Linked DNA regions of Mus musculus: all the other regions are linked to region 1. Evidence: chromatin contacts called from public HiChIP or PLAC-seq and promoter capture Hi-C data. All regions are on one chromosome and are shown on one strand. Each heading gives the region's core, a stretch centred on a gene start, on an enhancer-like site or on the middle of the called end of the contact. The rest is flanking DNA. Distances are from core to core; before and after follow the strand shown. Region 1 holds the start of Rnf139 (ring finger protein 139). Region 2 holds the start of Klhl38 (kelch-like 38). Region 3 overlaps Anxa13 (annexin A13). Region 4 overlaps Anxa13 (annexin A13).

What was found. Promoter capture Hi-C pulls out the DNA fragments that hold promoters and counts their contacts. HiChIP or PLAC-seq counts read pairs in DNA pulled down with a chosen protein or histone mark.
Region 2: an H3K4me3 HiChIP or PLAC-seq map of bone marrow-derived macrophages shows a contact between it and region 1, with 3 times the contacts expected there. The contact joins the promoter of Klhl38 here to the promoter of Rnf139 in region 1. A contact is called at or near these places in 3 of 115 datasets of contacts at active chromatin or transcription factors (bone marrow-derived macrophages, embryonic limb bud and large pre-B cells).
Region 3: a promoter capture Hi-C map of pre-B cells shows a contact between it and region 1, with 2.4 times the contacts expected there. The contact joins the enhancer-like site here to the promoter of Rnf139 in region 1. A contact is called at or near these places in 10 of 39 promoter capture datasets (the 3T3-L1 cell line, the C10 cell line, cranial neural crest and 6 more), 1 of 15 datasets of contacts at CTCF or cohesin (the NIH/3T3 cell line), 13 of 115 datasets of contacts at active chromatin or transcription factors (the NIH/3T3 cell line, the SCID.adh cell line, bone marrow-derived macrophages and 7 more) and 1 of 9 other capture datasets (embryonic stem cells).
Region 4: a FOXA1 HiChIP or PLAC-seq map of pancreatic cancer cells shows a contact between it and region 1. The contact joins the enhancer-like site here to the promoter of Rnf139 in region 1. A contact is called at or near these places in 11 of 39 promoter capture datasets (the 3T3-L1 cell line, the C10 cell line, the HPC-7 cell line and 7 more), 26 of 115 datasets of contacts at active chromatin or transcription factors (the 230-238 cell line, the NIH/3T3 cell line, the SCID.adh cell line and 16 more) and 2 of 9 other capture datasets (adipose tissue and embryonic stem cells).

Annotation. Positions count from the first base shown.
Region 1 is chr15:58,887,552-58,890,946 of GRCm38.p6, forward strand. Rnf139 (ring finger protein 139) reads left to right here and starts at 1,678. Exons shown (of 2, transcript NM_175226.4): 1 at 1,678-1,943. The coding sequence starts at 1,763. It also overlaps a transcript of Tatdn1 not described here.
Region 2 is chr15:58,322,677-58,326,071 of GRCm38.p6, forward strand. Klhl38 (kelch-like 38) reads right to left here and starts at 1,493. Exons shown (of 4, transcript NM_177755.3): 1 at 1,283-1,493; 2 at 1-656. The coding sequence starts at 655.
Region 3 is chr15:58,341,695-58,345,089 of GRCm38.p6, forward strand. Anxa13 (annexin A13) reads right to left here. Exons shown (of 8, transcript NM_027211.2): 7 at 3,231-3,341; 8 at 1-299. The coding sequence ends at 180. Among named protein-coding and RNA genes, the nearest start is that of Klhl38, 19 kb to the left of the region's middle. Within about 2 kb of position 1,662, at least 126 of the 459 cell types and tissues checked have an H3K27ac peak or open chromatin away from gene starts, as enhancers often do. A contact at or near this core is called in the SCID.adh cell line, bone marrow-derived macrophages, cardiomyocytes and 2 more, where this site is marked.
Region 4 is chr15:58,361,751-58,365,145 of GRCm38.p6, forward strand. Anxa13 (annexin A13) reads right to left here. Exons shown (of 8, transcript NM_027211.2): 2 at 2,320-2,398. Among named protein-coding and RNA genes, the nearest start is that of Anxa13, 26 kb to the right of the region's middle. Within about 2 kb of position 1,876, at least 51 of the 459 cell types and tissues checked have an H3K27ac peak or open chromatin away from gene starts, as enhancers often do. A contact at or near this core is called in the 230-238 cell line and pancreatic cancer cells, where this site is marked.

The DNA of each region.
Region 1 (3,395 bases), core at 428-2,927:
TTACCCAGAGTTTCTAGAGTAGATCTGAAAAGGTAACCATCTGGTGGTCTTTTAAAAAATAAAATAAACCAGAGAAAGGTCTTGAGTTAGGATGGTGACAGCGGCTATAGGAAGGATAGGACTCAGTTACAGAATTTGGCTGTGGGTGAAAGAAGCAAAACAAACCGAAGTTTTAAGCTTTAAGATACCATTAGGTTCAAACTCTGGTTTTGATTCTTGTTGGTCTGGGGCATACACAGTCCCACCTGTTAGCACCTTTGTGATCTTGCAATTCGTTTTATCTAAACCAGTCTCAACCTTGATAAAACAGGTAGAGCAAATGCCTATCGTAATAGCTGATATAGAGGCTTTGGTAAAAGAAAACCGGGGCCTACAGTGCCTCGTATACAGATGGAAGAGGGGAAAGTGAGCAAACAAAGCCCAAACCACAAAACTGGGTGGAGGTGCCATCTTCCTGCTCCAAACACCTTCCCCCAAAAGGGTTCTGTTAAAGTCTGATAATTTTATTTACAGACCTCCTCCCTGTGCGGGTGTGGGGTGGAGTGGGAAGGGAGGTCCAACTTCTAGAGTCCTGCTGTAAACTGGCTTGTGCGCTTTGAGCTAGGAGCCCAAGTCAACCAGGCTTCCTGGTTTGCGATTTTGTGTTCCTTAAACCAAAACAGCTAAGTCTACAGTTCAGCCTCTGACCTTACTCTCTTCCTTTGCTGGAGAAGGAACAGAGAAACAACAGCCAGGTCATACCAATTCCACTGATAGGCAAGAAAGAGCGGCGAAAGAATGCGCTCAACTCTGATTAAGGATTTATCCAGGACAAGGATAAATCAAAGACCTCAGAGAGTTCTGGGTTCTTGCTCGTAAGTCAGGCTCCGAAGCCATTAATAAAATGTGCATGACCGTCCACGGGGACAGGGAGGGAGATGTGTAAACAGATGCGAGTGTGTTTTTCTTGGCAACACCTAACAACTCAAGGCCAGTGCCAAGTCTGGCTGGGATCGCCCTGTGCAGCCTCGCAGGTTATTTCCCCTGCCATTCCTCAGGCCTGGCCTCTGGGTGGGGAGAGGCAGGTAGGCAGGGCGGCGTCCTCCAGCTTTTCATCTCCCAAGCAGGACGAGGCGAGTTCAAGGGACACTCACTGGGCTCTACTAGACATTTAACACTGTCGGTGCGCAGTAGCCCAGCATCCCACGCTCGGGGCACGCCAACACCGAGGGGCAGCCACTCACAGGCGCTCGGGCGCTGGGACGCGGCGGGCCGGCGACGCGAGCGCCACCCCGCGGCGAGGCGAGGCGAGGCTAGGCGAGCCGAAGCGGGCGGGGACCATGGCAACGCTCGAGGCTCGCCGGGCCCCGCGTGCTGACGCTGCGCGGCGCGCCGGATTGTGACGCAGGGCCGCGGCGCCGGCTCCGCGTTCTCGAGTGACCGCGGGCGCCGCCTCGGGGGCCTCGCAACGGCAGCAACGGCCGAGGCAGGCGGGGTCAAGATGGTGGCTCCGCTGGCGGGGGAGGCGCTGGAGGGAGGAGGAGCCAGACCCTAGCCGGCCGGAAACACCGACGCCCCGAGGCCTCCCGGCAGCCGCTGCCGCCGCCCCCTGCTCCACCGAGGGACGCGAGCGGGCGGCGGGGCGGGCCGGGCCGGGACACAGGACAGGAGGCGGCCGGGGGCGGAGCCACTTTCGTCGGCGCCCGCCCCGGCCGCGGCCCCGGGCCTCCCCCGCGCCGCCCTGCCTGGCCCGGCCCGCCCAGCCCCGGTGTGGCAGCGGCTCATGGCGGCGGTGGGGCCCCCGCAGCAGCAGGTGCGGATGGCCCAGCAGCAGGTCTGGGCGGCGCTCGAAGTGGCGCTCCGGGTGCCCTGCCTCTACATCATCGACGCCATCTTCAACTCCTACTACGATTCCAGCCAAAGCCGGTTCTGCATCGGGCTTCAGATCTTTCTCCGGCTCCTTGGTAAGGACGGCGTAGGGCTAGCCCGCTGGCCGAGGCGTGCCCTCTCCCAGGCCGACGGGAACGGCAGGGCACTGGTGGCACGCGGCTTGGGGAACCACGGTCTGGTTCCCCAGAGGGCCTTTTGGCGGGGGTGCGGGGACCCGTGGTACTCGTGCCAGCGTTGACAGCTGAGTGGTGCTGGCGGGTCTGTGCCCTGCTCGGTTGGCACCTGGATGGGCGAGGAGAAAGCACGGCTGTGTGAGCATGCGGCTGTCTGTCTGCTGTTTCTCTTGGGGAATGACTGCTGGCTTCCAGCGTCCTATGCGACAGCCCTGGAAAAACAGCTCTCCGGGTCTCGCCGTGTGTGACCTTGGACTTGAGCCAGAGCTTGAGCCCCCTGTCTACCCATTTCACAGTGCAGAATACGTTGTCACTTCTGTGTCTTGGAGTCCACCGGATCGTGAAGTACTTGAGGTAAATGGCCACTCAAGCCATGAATGTCAGTCCTTGAAACCATTTCCAAAAGTCACCGCGAGGAAGGTTATACTTACAACGAACCCCTAAACTCTTTCTATGAGTAAATAATAAGGTGTTGGATGTGACTATGAAAGCTTACCATCCCAGGGTGATGAGACATCTGTGGGAGACTAGAAAGATCAGTCTTCATTTCATATGGATTGAGTGCTAAAAGTATTTTATATTTCACTTTCTATTTCTCTCTGTGCTACATACCAGAAGTGAGAAACACATAAAGAGATCTTTTCCAGATAATTACAGCTTGGCAGGTTTTGTTGATGAGATCATTACGATGAGTTTTTAGGTGGGTTCTTGCTATTGAAAGGTTGGGGGTGCGGGTACCTGGTAGTGAGGTCCTGACCAAGACCTTGAGAAGTGCGAGCGCCTCTGCTGCCTTATTCTCCCAGAAAAGGAGCGTCAATAAAGAAGCAGTTTTGTTCTTGGCAGTAACTCTTCTACATTTGTCTGCTAGAAAGCATTCTCACAGGTTTTACCTAATCCGTCGGTCACTCCTCAAAGGTGGATCGTGTTATTTAGACTTTACAGGTGAGGAAATGAGGTTGGAGAAGTTAGGTGTTTGGTTTCTGGTGCACAGCTGGTGTTTGCCAGAGCGTTAGAAAGGCTTCTGGTGTTCAGGGATGGTTCCCTTTTGTTCTTCCTCAGTGTGCGGAGATGCAGTACCCAGCGCTGTGACCCCGCAGTGCTCACCTTAAAGTTAACAAGAAAGAAAAAGTGGTGGTGATACTCTTCAAGCACAGGGCTTAGTGTCATCTACTGGGGATACAAGTTAGTCGTTCTGCTCTTCTTTATTAAAGCCACTTCCACCATTCTCTGTGTTCGAGAGGAGTCTGCATAGTCATCTCAGAGATAGTACATACAGCCACTGCCTTGAATGTCTTCATGGCATAATAACCGCAGATTCTGGCAACTTTGGGGGGACCTGAGGATTTAATGCAT
Region 2 (3,395 bases), core at 243-2,742, 570 kb before region 1:
GCAGTTCCTGCATGTGCCTCCACCGGGCTTGAAGGTCATGCTTCACCCAAGCCATGAGGGCCTCGAACACCTTTTCCTCCTCACCACAGAGCCTGTCATCTCCCAGGTAGTCCCTCAGCTCCATGGCGCAGAGCTCCTTCAGGTCAGCTGATGCTGCCACCTCTGGGAAGTAAGTCAGGGCCACCTCCTTCGCTTTCTTCTTAAGGCTGTCACAGCTTAAGATTTCTGCGAGTCTGACTAGGCCCAGGCAATTGCTGGGGGCCAGCTGGCTCTGGAGGTATGAGGAGCAGGCCTCAAACACCCGGGGATACTGCAGCATGGCAGCAGCCTCCATCAGTGGGAGGACGTTGGCAGCTGAGATATGAACCTCTCCCGTATACACATACGTAATGACCTGCTCCAGAGTTGTGGAACTGATGCCTTTCATCTGCACTTTGGCCTCTCTGCTCTCCCGGAAGTGGCTGCAGAACATGGCCTTGAAGTAGGGGCTGCTGGAGGCCAGCACACTGCGGTGACAAGGGACCTCCCAGGCCCCGGAGCAGATGCTCACATCAGTCAGGATCTTGCTTTGTCTTAAGCCATTGAGCTGTCTTAACAAGTCAGAGGAGAAGCTGTGGTCTTTGAAGACAACCCCATCTGGTAACTCCTCATCCATCCTACAAAGAAGAAGGGATGCTTCAGACGGAAGCAAAATCAAGGCTTTCTCACAGAGTACACTGGAAGGGTTAGCTGTGGGGGCTCCAAGTCTCATTTATCTATTTACCACTATCTATTTACCAAGACAGTGGAATCACGAACAGTAGACCACATTGTACATCCAAGAGGAAACCACCCTCACCCTAGACCACAGAGTGATCTACTTCAGGCTGTTATTATCTTCAGAGATAAAAGACACACAGCATCTCCAGCTATGCACAGGCATCTTCCAACCAAAGTGAATAGTCAGGGACTCACATATTAGCCTGACACGAGAATAGTCCATGCCTTTGATAAGAAAGGTACACTTTTGTCCAGATTCTCATCAGATTTGCCAGGTAATTCATCTAGGAATCTTTCTGAGGGTTAGTTGCTCACCAAGGCTAGAATTCGAGGGTGTGGTCATCTGGTCACAGAAGTGATGGGGTCACAGTGGGCTGCTGCAAGATCTAGATAGAAGACTCTGGGCTCTTTGGTTTTTATTTTAAAGATGCAATTAATAGAGAACAAAGACCAAACACTTCTGTGGTTTATTGGTGACACTGGCTGTCTGCCTGCTGAGAAATGACATATGAGGGACACTTACCTTGTTTTGCTGCAGTGACATCCACTGATGCTGGGTCTGTCTTGTCCTCTCAAGATTTCTACCTTAGGCTCGGAATAAAACCATAAAGCCCGGGCCTTTCCGTTGGCAAGTTCTCTGTCCTCGGAGAGTTCTGGGTTTGTTTATGCTGCAGGCACTTTCACAGTTTCTAGAGCTCTGTACAAGGGCTGCCGGGCAGGCAGACAGTGTATACATTCCAAGGCTAAGAATAGCCGCATATGTACTTTCCAATGTTATGACATGTGACTTTCCAGTTGCCTTTTGCAGCCACCCGAGGGCCTGCAGGGCTGCGCATGCCCACATGCCTTGTTTCCTTGGCGAGTGTTTACATCGGTATAAATAGAAAGAGAGGAACGCGTTCTCTGAACAAGGCTTTGCTGCCCATTTGGACACATCCCGAGCCCCTTGTCCTAAGAGTGCCTGGGAACTCTAGATGTCTGTAAACAGGTTGCTGTGACCTGTGCAGAATCATTGAAGGCAGCTCTGGGTCACAGTCGAGGTAGCAGGTGCTCATGGGAGGGGCAGAGAGTGGACAGAGCCCTGGGTGCTCTTCAGGGGACATCCATGTAGCACCTCCTGCCTGAGAGGACTTCTGTGAGGGCTCCAGTTTCCCTTTTAGGCTATCAAGGCAAAGGAGCCCAGAGGAAAGGCTCTTTTTGCTTGTTTTTTGCTTGCTTGCTTGCTTGCTTGCTTGCTTGCTTGCTTGCTTGCTTGCTTCTTAAATATTTTTAGTAATCTGTATAGTCTTGTGAAAGTCCTGACTCTAATCAGGCATTCTGTCCCCATGTCTGTCTGTCTGTCTCCCCCCCTCCCTCCCTCCCTCCCTCCCTCCTTCCCTTCCTCCCTCCCTTCCTTTCTCGCTCCCTATTTGTGTATTCTGACTTATAACAACTGTTGAGTCTGCCACCTGCCCCTTCTGGATACCTGCTAACTGCTCTTCAGCTGGGCTCTCTTACACTCAGCCTTCCTTTTCTGTCTCCTCTCACCAGACAGAAGTGAGTTAGATGCAAGGGGCAAGGCACAGTGATCCAGGTGGAAAAAGAGCAGTGGAGAATGGGATGAGGAGAAAGGAGGAGGAGGAAGAAGAGAGGATCAGAAGGGGTAGAGGAGAGTGAAGAGGAGGGAAGGATGGAGAAAGAAGGAAGGGAAAGAGAAAGCAAGAGGGAGGGAGGGAAGAGGAAGAGAAGATAAGAAAAATAAAATGGAGAGGAAAGAAAGACTGAAGAAGGAGGGAGAAGGAGGAAGAGAAGGCAAGGTGGAGGGAGACAGAGAGGGATGGAAGGAAGAAGCTGAGGAGAAAGGAGGGGAGGGAGGAAGGAGGAGAGGGAGGGAGAAAGAATGAGGAGGAAGAGGAGGAAGAAAAGGTACTATAGAGGGAAAGAGGGTGGAAAGAAGAGGAGGAGCAGGAGGACCTGAAGAAAGAAGAGAAGGGAAATACTGGTGGGGGTGAAGAAGGCAATGGCAGAGGCGGTCAGGTCCACAGTAATGAGCGTTGGATCACCAGAAGGGCTGGGGGCGGGACAAGCATGTGTCACTCATCTGGGCACTGCTGTCCATGATTGCTCTAGTCACGAGTGAGCCACATAAAGGCCTGGCTTCCTCTTCCCACATTGCTCAGACTTTTGTGACAGTCCTTGTTTCTAGTTTCTCCACTGTTACTACCTCCACCTTGTTGGCACAGAGTAACCTCTGGGAAGACAAGTCAGGACTTGCCAGGCTCCATGTCACACCTCTGCTGGCTCCCGTGTCAAGAGCGCTTCTTAGGAGGAGGCTGGTTGGTCTCCTGACTCTTCCCAGAAACACACCTCCCACTTGCATATTTTTATACTTGCTTCATCAGACAGCTTATAAGTCCATGCACATATATGTGTTAGTATCTCCACTGGGGAGTTAGGACTGACTTGGCTTCTAAGATACTTGAGGCAGGGTGGAAGGAGTATTCTCATTCATGGTGATAGGTCATACCCCCAAAGAATTCAGCAGCTCATAGACAAAATGGATACCCAAAGCATGACATTAGGTTCAGGAGTCTAGAGGCAGAAGTAGGTGGCAGCAGAGAGCCTGTGACAAAGGGATCAGGGATGCTGGCCATTCC
Region 3 (3,395 bases), core at 412-2,911, 550 kb before region 1:
TTCAAGGTGAACTGTTCAAGCCCTTGGAGGAGGCTGCTCCCGACTTCGACAATTTAGCCTTGGGGCTCCTTTTAAATCCATGAATAAACAATCCAGGGGGTGAAGGGTTTTCACCCATTTCCAAATTTGATTTGTTCCGAGGAAGAATCCTGCTATGGGGGTTTCTCCTCAGGCTTGGATCAGTGCAAGAGAGCTACCAGCAGTTTCCGGAAGTCCCCAGAGGTATCTGAGTGAACCATGTCAGAGAGAGACTTCTGATACTTCTCCTGGAACTTGGCCTTTATCCCCTGCAGGTCCACCTGTGGGAAGGATGACGACAACTACGTAGGTGACAGCATCCATGGTACGTGCGTTGTAAATGGCAAACACTCTCCTACGCCACCATACTCATTAATTATATCTTTAAACAGCCATCAGGAGCTAGGCTGGCATTATATTTACATTTGGAGGATAAGAAAAAGAAAGCCTACTTTAGCTCCCTAAAAATATGTGTTTCTTTATGTGTGTATGTATACACTTACTCATGCACATATTCCATTCAAATTTTATTTATGGGAGCTAAAATTTAAACTGCATACTTTTTAAAGTTTTAAAAAATGGCTTATTTATTTTTATTTTGTGTATACTAGTGTTTTGACTGCTTGCACATGTGTGTGAGGGTGTCAGATCCCCTGGAACTGGAGTTACAGAGATTTGTAAGCTGCCATGTGGGTGCTGAGAATTAAATCTGGGTCCTTTGGAAGAACAGCCAGGGCTCTTAACCTCTGAGCCTCCTAAACTGCATATATTTTCATTGTTACAAAACATTTTTCTTTTGAATGTCTTATAGGTGTTTGAAAAGGAGTCATTCTGGGCCACAGAGCTATATACAAACAGGTAGGTGGTTTTCCAAATCATAGTTTGACAGTGTTTGGTAGAAGGTAAGATGATTTTCCAGAGGTTTAAAATTAAGCATGGGGGGCTGGGGAGCTGGGGAGCCGGGGGGCCAGGGAGCTGGCTCAGCCATTAAGAACACTGACTGCTCTTCCAGAAGACCCAGTTTGATTTTCAGCACCCACATGGCAGCTCATAACTGTATCTGCAGTTCCAGATAGACACCCAAGGAATCCAATGCCCTCTTCCTGGGCATCAAGCATACATGTTGCATGGATTGATATACAGGCAAAACACCCACACACATTAAATTATATATATATTAAAAAGAAATGATTTCTTCCTTGTACCACATCAGGAGGAATAATGGTTCCAGTTATCACATTTCAAACTGATCACCATTTGTAGGACTTCTTCTGAGTCTAATTCATAGAAAGCTTAAGAACTCGGGGCAGAAGGGACATGGGGAGGAAAACAGACAAAACATTGTCCTGCTTCAGCCTCTTTCAGCTGCAAAGAGGAGAGCTACACCAGAAAAAAAAAAACAAAAAAAAAAAAAACAAAAACAAAACAAAACAAAAAAAAACCTTCCAGACTGGACAAAACAAGTCTTATAGAGAAACAAAGTTTAGTTTTCTGTTTGGTTTTGATTTTGGTTTTGGTTTGAGCTCTGCCTTGCACAGCAGGCCTAGAAACCATAGAGAAGCATCAGGCTCCCCTTCTCCTGTGTGTGGTTGTACTGAGAAAGAGAAGAGCGAAAGGTAGGAGAGGGTCAGGGAGTAAGGAGTTGTTTGCTGTGGATACTGCTCTCCATCAAGAGACTACTGGAGGACAGATGCTGCCCTGCTGGGCGTCCTCTGGCTGGCTGGATGCCCAGCCCTGGGGGAGGGGCAGGATGGAGCAGCTGGCATTTTTTTCTAGTCCAAGTGGAAGATTAGAGGATCCCCTAAACATATATGTGCTGGGCCCAAAGCGGTTCAGAGAGACTGACCACATATGGAGATGACCCACACTCACATGTGGTCCGTTTGGAGATGGAATTGAACATGGAATGCTGACAACCCATCTGATGGGACCCAATCTCTCACAGGGTCTATAGAACTCTGCTGCTCTCAAGAGTTCCCTGGAACTTCAGCAGGGGCTGAGTGGCTGAGAGCTGGAGAGACAAAGAAGGCAGAGCACCTGAAGGGAGGGAGAGAGACTCAGAACTGAGGAGAGAAAGCAAACTCTAGCAGAATAGCAAAGAAGCTGCTCACATGAATAAGGGGGGCATGGAGGAGGGGGAGAAATTCCAGGCACAGAAATAAAAAAACGAAAGAACTGCCTTGCTGCTGTGAAGCTATATTTAAGAACAACGTCAGCTGTTAAGCGCTTGTCGAAAGGCATGGGTCAGAATTTGGGTTGGTACCGCTCCCTCTCCACTGAACACTTTTTAAAAAAGATGTCTGTGGTTTTCAGCTGCTTGACTCCTTTCATTTCGCCAAGGCTTCTGCCACAGCAGCGGGGACAAGCCTGCCACTTCCCCTTCACCTCACTTCTGCTCACCAAGGCCTGACAGCCCCAGGCGCTCTCTGTGACACTTGCTTGCTGGCTGCTTCCAAGTTTCTGCCTACTCCGGCCCTTCTCTTTCCAAGACTCACATTCTTCTCTGAGAGGGGGTGCAGACTGCTCCTTAGGGAGCAAAAGAAGCCCCAGTCTTTTTATATATGAAGTACTAGTATTTGCATTGGAGCTCATAAGCAGATATTCAGTATTCTCTGTGCTGTTAAGTTTGGGTGAGGAAAGATAGTAATTTGAAAAAAAATAAGTGTCTAAAATAGCTCTTTGAGAGGGTCTGGATTGGAAAAAAAGAAGCCAAGAAACTGTTTTGTTGAAATTTTAGTTGGGGGGTGGGGTTGATTTTTTTTTGTTTGTTTGTTTGTTTTGTTATTCTGAAAAAAACTCATCCTTGTAAGGTGTGCTCCGTTAGATAAAGAGAGTGAGGAAGTCACTTGTGTCCTATCTCTGCTTGCTGCGGGGTGACCCCTTTCCAAGGCTCTGGATTGTTTTCCTTAAAATAGAGCTGGGTGTAGCTGTGCTACCTCGGAACAGCTCCAGCAGTTCCTCTTTACTGCGCCACCAGCTCTCTGGAGCCACCGATGACAAGAATAGAAGCAGCTCTCAGTATTGTATCTTAATAAAAGACAAGGAGAAGGCTGAAGTAGAGTCCAATGTGGTCTGCATATTCTGGGAAGGGAAGGGCTGTCTTTGTCTTACGGGGTTTTGAGAAATAGTCCAACGACAACAACAGTAACCAATGACATCAGTGGGAGGAAAAGATGTTGGAGTCCCCTTTTTTAGAGTCAAGTGTTTCTTACCTCTGCTCTGGTCACAATGATGCGAATTAATGTCTCCTCATCTGTCCCCATACCCTTCATGGCCTTGTATAGTAGGTCAGCAAAATAGCCCTCAAGGTCCTGGGCACATCTCACTAGGAGGGAGGGAAAAGGAGGATGTGAAATGTTCTCATAGTTTGTGGGACA
Region 4 (3,395 bases), core at 626-3,125, 530 kb before region 1:
TGCCTTTGAACATTTGAGAAGCCATGTATTAGATGATCTCCAGTGGCTCTGAGGTCTAAGAGGCTGCTGGTCCATGGACTCTTCGTTGGAGCCTATTCTGTGATGGGTCAGTTGGTAGGGATCACTCCAAAGGATAAGTCTAGGCAGAAGATGATGGATGTGCAGGGCTTTGGAACTGCGACTGGGGCAGCAGAGATGCCTAGGCTGAGAGTGTCCACGTTAGGGAGAGGCTGGGGACCATGTAGGGTTTCCCAGGACCCAGGTCATCCACATACTTAGGGCATCATAAGGTACCAGGGGAACAGAAATGCTTCTAGCTAGCATCTAAGTTCTGCATCATTTTGGAGGAACAAACTATCATTTTATTGTGGGACATTATAAATTTGACTTGCATTGGTGGTGAGGGGTAGGAGTACATTTAATCTTTCCTGTGCTTGGACCTTCCAGCCCTCCTTCATCCAACCCCTCAGTTTCTAACCTGTCATGGCTGCTTAGTGCAAATAAAAATAAACTAGAATGTAAAATACTTCATCTATAATTTTATGTCCATAGTGAGATAAAATGATATTTTGTATAAATTGGGGGTAACAAAAGTGTATCATCAAAACAATATAACTTGTATATTTTTCTCTTTTAAAATTTAGCTTCTTAAAAACTGAAGTGAAATTGGGTGTGGCGGCACTTGCCTTTGGCTCCAGCCCTTGGGAGATGGAGGCAGTAGGATCGGTTCAGGCCAGCCTCAGGTACACAAGTCCAAGGCTAGCCTAGACTACCCTGTCTTCAAACAAAACAGAGCTGGGAAGATTGTTCAGTGAGTAAATGATTTGCTGCGGAGGCAAGAGGGTGTGAGTTCAGATCCCTGGCACCTATGTAAAAAGTGGTCTACACCTGAAACATAGGTGCTCAGAAACTGAAGGTACCCTGGGCTAAACAAGGTAGAAAGTGATGGTAGAAGCCCCCTGACAACAGATTTTGCTTTGCACGTTCACGACCACATAGAGCTGCAGCGTAATTTGCAAAGCTGTATGAGGTGGCCCATACCTATAATCCCAGCACTGAGGAAGGAGGATTGCCGTTATTGAGGCTAGCCTGCACTATAAAGCAAGTCCTTATCTCAAAGCAATATTTTAAGTAGTAAAGTGACCATTGTGACTGTTGGAGAGCTTCCCTTTAGACCTTTAAATTCTGCCCCAGCAGGGATGTCATACAAAGTCTTCAAGTCAAATTATGTCTGTGATCTAGGTTTGCTTCAGTGTGTCCTTGTCCACAGAGGCAAGATTCTATATTTTCTACCAAGTCAGAGATCTCTCAGGTGGCCAAGTGTCTAACAGCTTCACCCTTTGTTTCATAATTTTATGATTTGGGGCAAATGTTTTACACCGAGCCTTTTATTCCCATCTGATAGTCCTTATGATCTCATCGATTTTACAGGCTTGCTGGGAAGAGTGAGCAGAATGATGATGGATGTGTGACACTGAGCTGGACAGTGGTCACGCAGGCACTCTACAGAGGAACAAGCATGTTGGCTCCATTCTGTGGTCACATGCAAGAGGGGCATGAGAACTCTGATTCTGGCACTCAGTAGGTACTCAGCCCAAGTGTTTTTAAAAATAAACTCTAGGTCAAAACAAAACAAAACAAAAAACCAAAAAACAGAAGTTCATATTAAGCATGCTACATCATTACCACACCCAACCCAGGTCTGCAACCCATGGCTAGGTATCTGGACCTCACCACAGAGCATCAGGGACGTCTCAGCTTCCTGGAAAGTACCCTGGAGTTCTCTTCCACTCAGCAAACCTCAGGCATAAACATCCTGAGGCTTCCACACAAGGCCTTCCCTTGACAGCTGTCTGCCAGGAGTAAGCCAGAGATGAGTCAGAGCAGGAGGTGAGCAGGAAGCCACAACCCCTGGTCTTTCCCTCTGATTCCCCGGAGCTGCCACTGCCAAGCAGGGCTTGTCTGTTAGCTGCCTCTCCCTCACCATGAATACAGCTCTGGCCAGATCTGATTCCTCACATCCTCCCATGGAAAAGGCCAAAGAAATTTAGAGAAGATTAAGATGGAATAAACTTCACTTCTAATGAAGTTCCCCATAACTTCAAGGTCTAATTAAATATCACAGGTTTAGCTTCCAATAGCCTCAAAAGAAAAAGTAAGGAGCCCCTTTGATAACTTGGGGACCTCAAATAAATCCCTGGAAGAGATCAGAATCCATATGACAGGCAGGTCACCTTCCTGTCGCTATGGGAAAGTTGGTTATGACATCAAGCTTAATCAATTTCAAAATAAAATAAGTGAAGAAAATGATCTTCCTACCCATTCCTTTGCAGGCTTTGTACAGCTTTTTGGCATCTCGGTCTGCATCAAAGCCGTGGTGATGGCTTCTCTCTTTGGCCTAGAGAGGAAATAATGCGAAGGGTGAGGTGGATAATACAGTTGTTCTTAAGTTAGTTTTGCTGGATCTGACAACCAACTAGAAGATCACACCTTTGTCCACACACAGGGCAGATGCCGCTCTACGAGTGGATGTTTATGGAAATCAGCTGGGGAAACTTGGTCCCCAGAGAGATGGCTGGTACTCCATGGGGCCAGATGGCCTTGGGTGGTCATGGGAGAAGGGTCTTCTCTGTTCTTAAGGACAATTGATTGCTCTGGCTAACTCTATAAGTGATTTTCATAGCAACCCATCTTGTGTGTCCTTTTCTCTCAAACAAAGCCAGTGTCTCTGGAATATATGTCCTCCATGATGGATAGGCCAAGTAGATCCAAGGAGCAGGATTTGTCAAAGCTGAGGGAACCTCATTAAATTCTCTTGCTGGCCTAGATCAGTGCCATCCATACAGGAGAGACATCATTTAGTTTGTCAGAGATTCTATGTGAATTGACAAGGGAGTAGTTTTTAGCTTTTAGTTCTCTGCAAGAGAAAGGTCCTGCTTATTTATTGAGCTGCCTTGTGTTTCAGTCCTTGATTTAATCACCAAATGATGGGTTCTCTTATGCATGCCAATCTCCTTATTATTTTAATAATGATGATGATAATAATAATAATAATAATAATCTAAGTGTGAAGGTTTTCCTTCACTCAGTCAATAAATTTTGTTTTTCCTCAGTTGTTTTAAAAATACACTTTCAGGGCTGGAGAGATGGCTCAGCAGTTAAGAGCACTGACTGCTCTTCCAGAGGTCCTGAGTTCAGTTTCCAACAACCACATGGTGGCTCACAACCATCTGTAATAGGATCCGATACCCTCTTCTGGTGTGTTTAGAGACAGGTACTGTGTACTCATATATGTAAAATAAATAAATCTTTTTTAAAAAAGACACTTTCATTAGCACTAAACTGGAAAGACAATATGTTTGCATACATAACAGATAAACATCAAAGTAACAGAT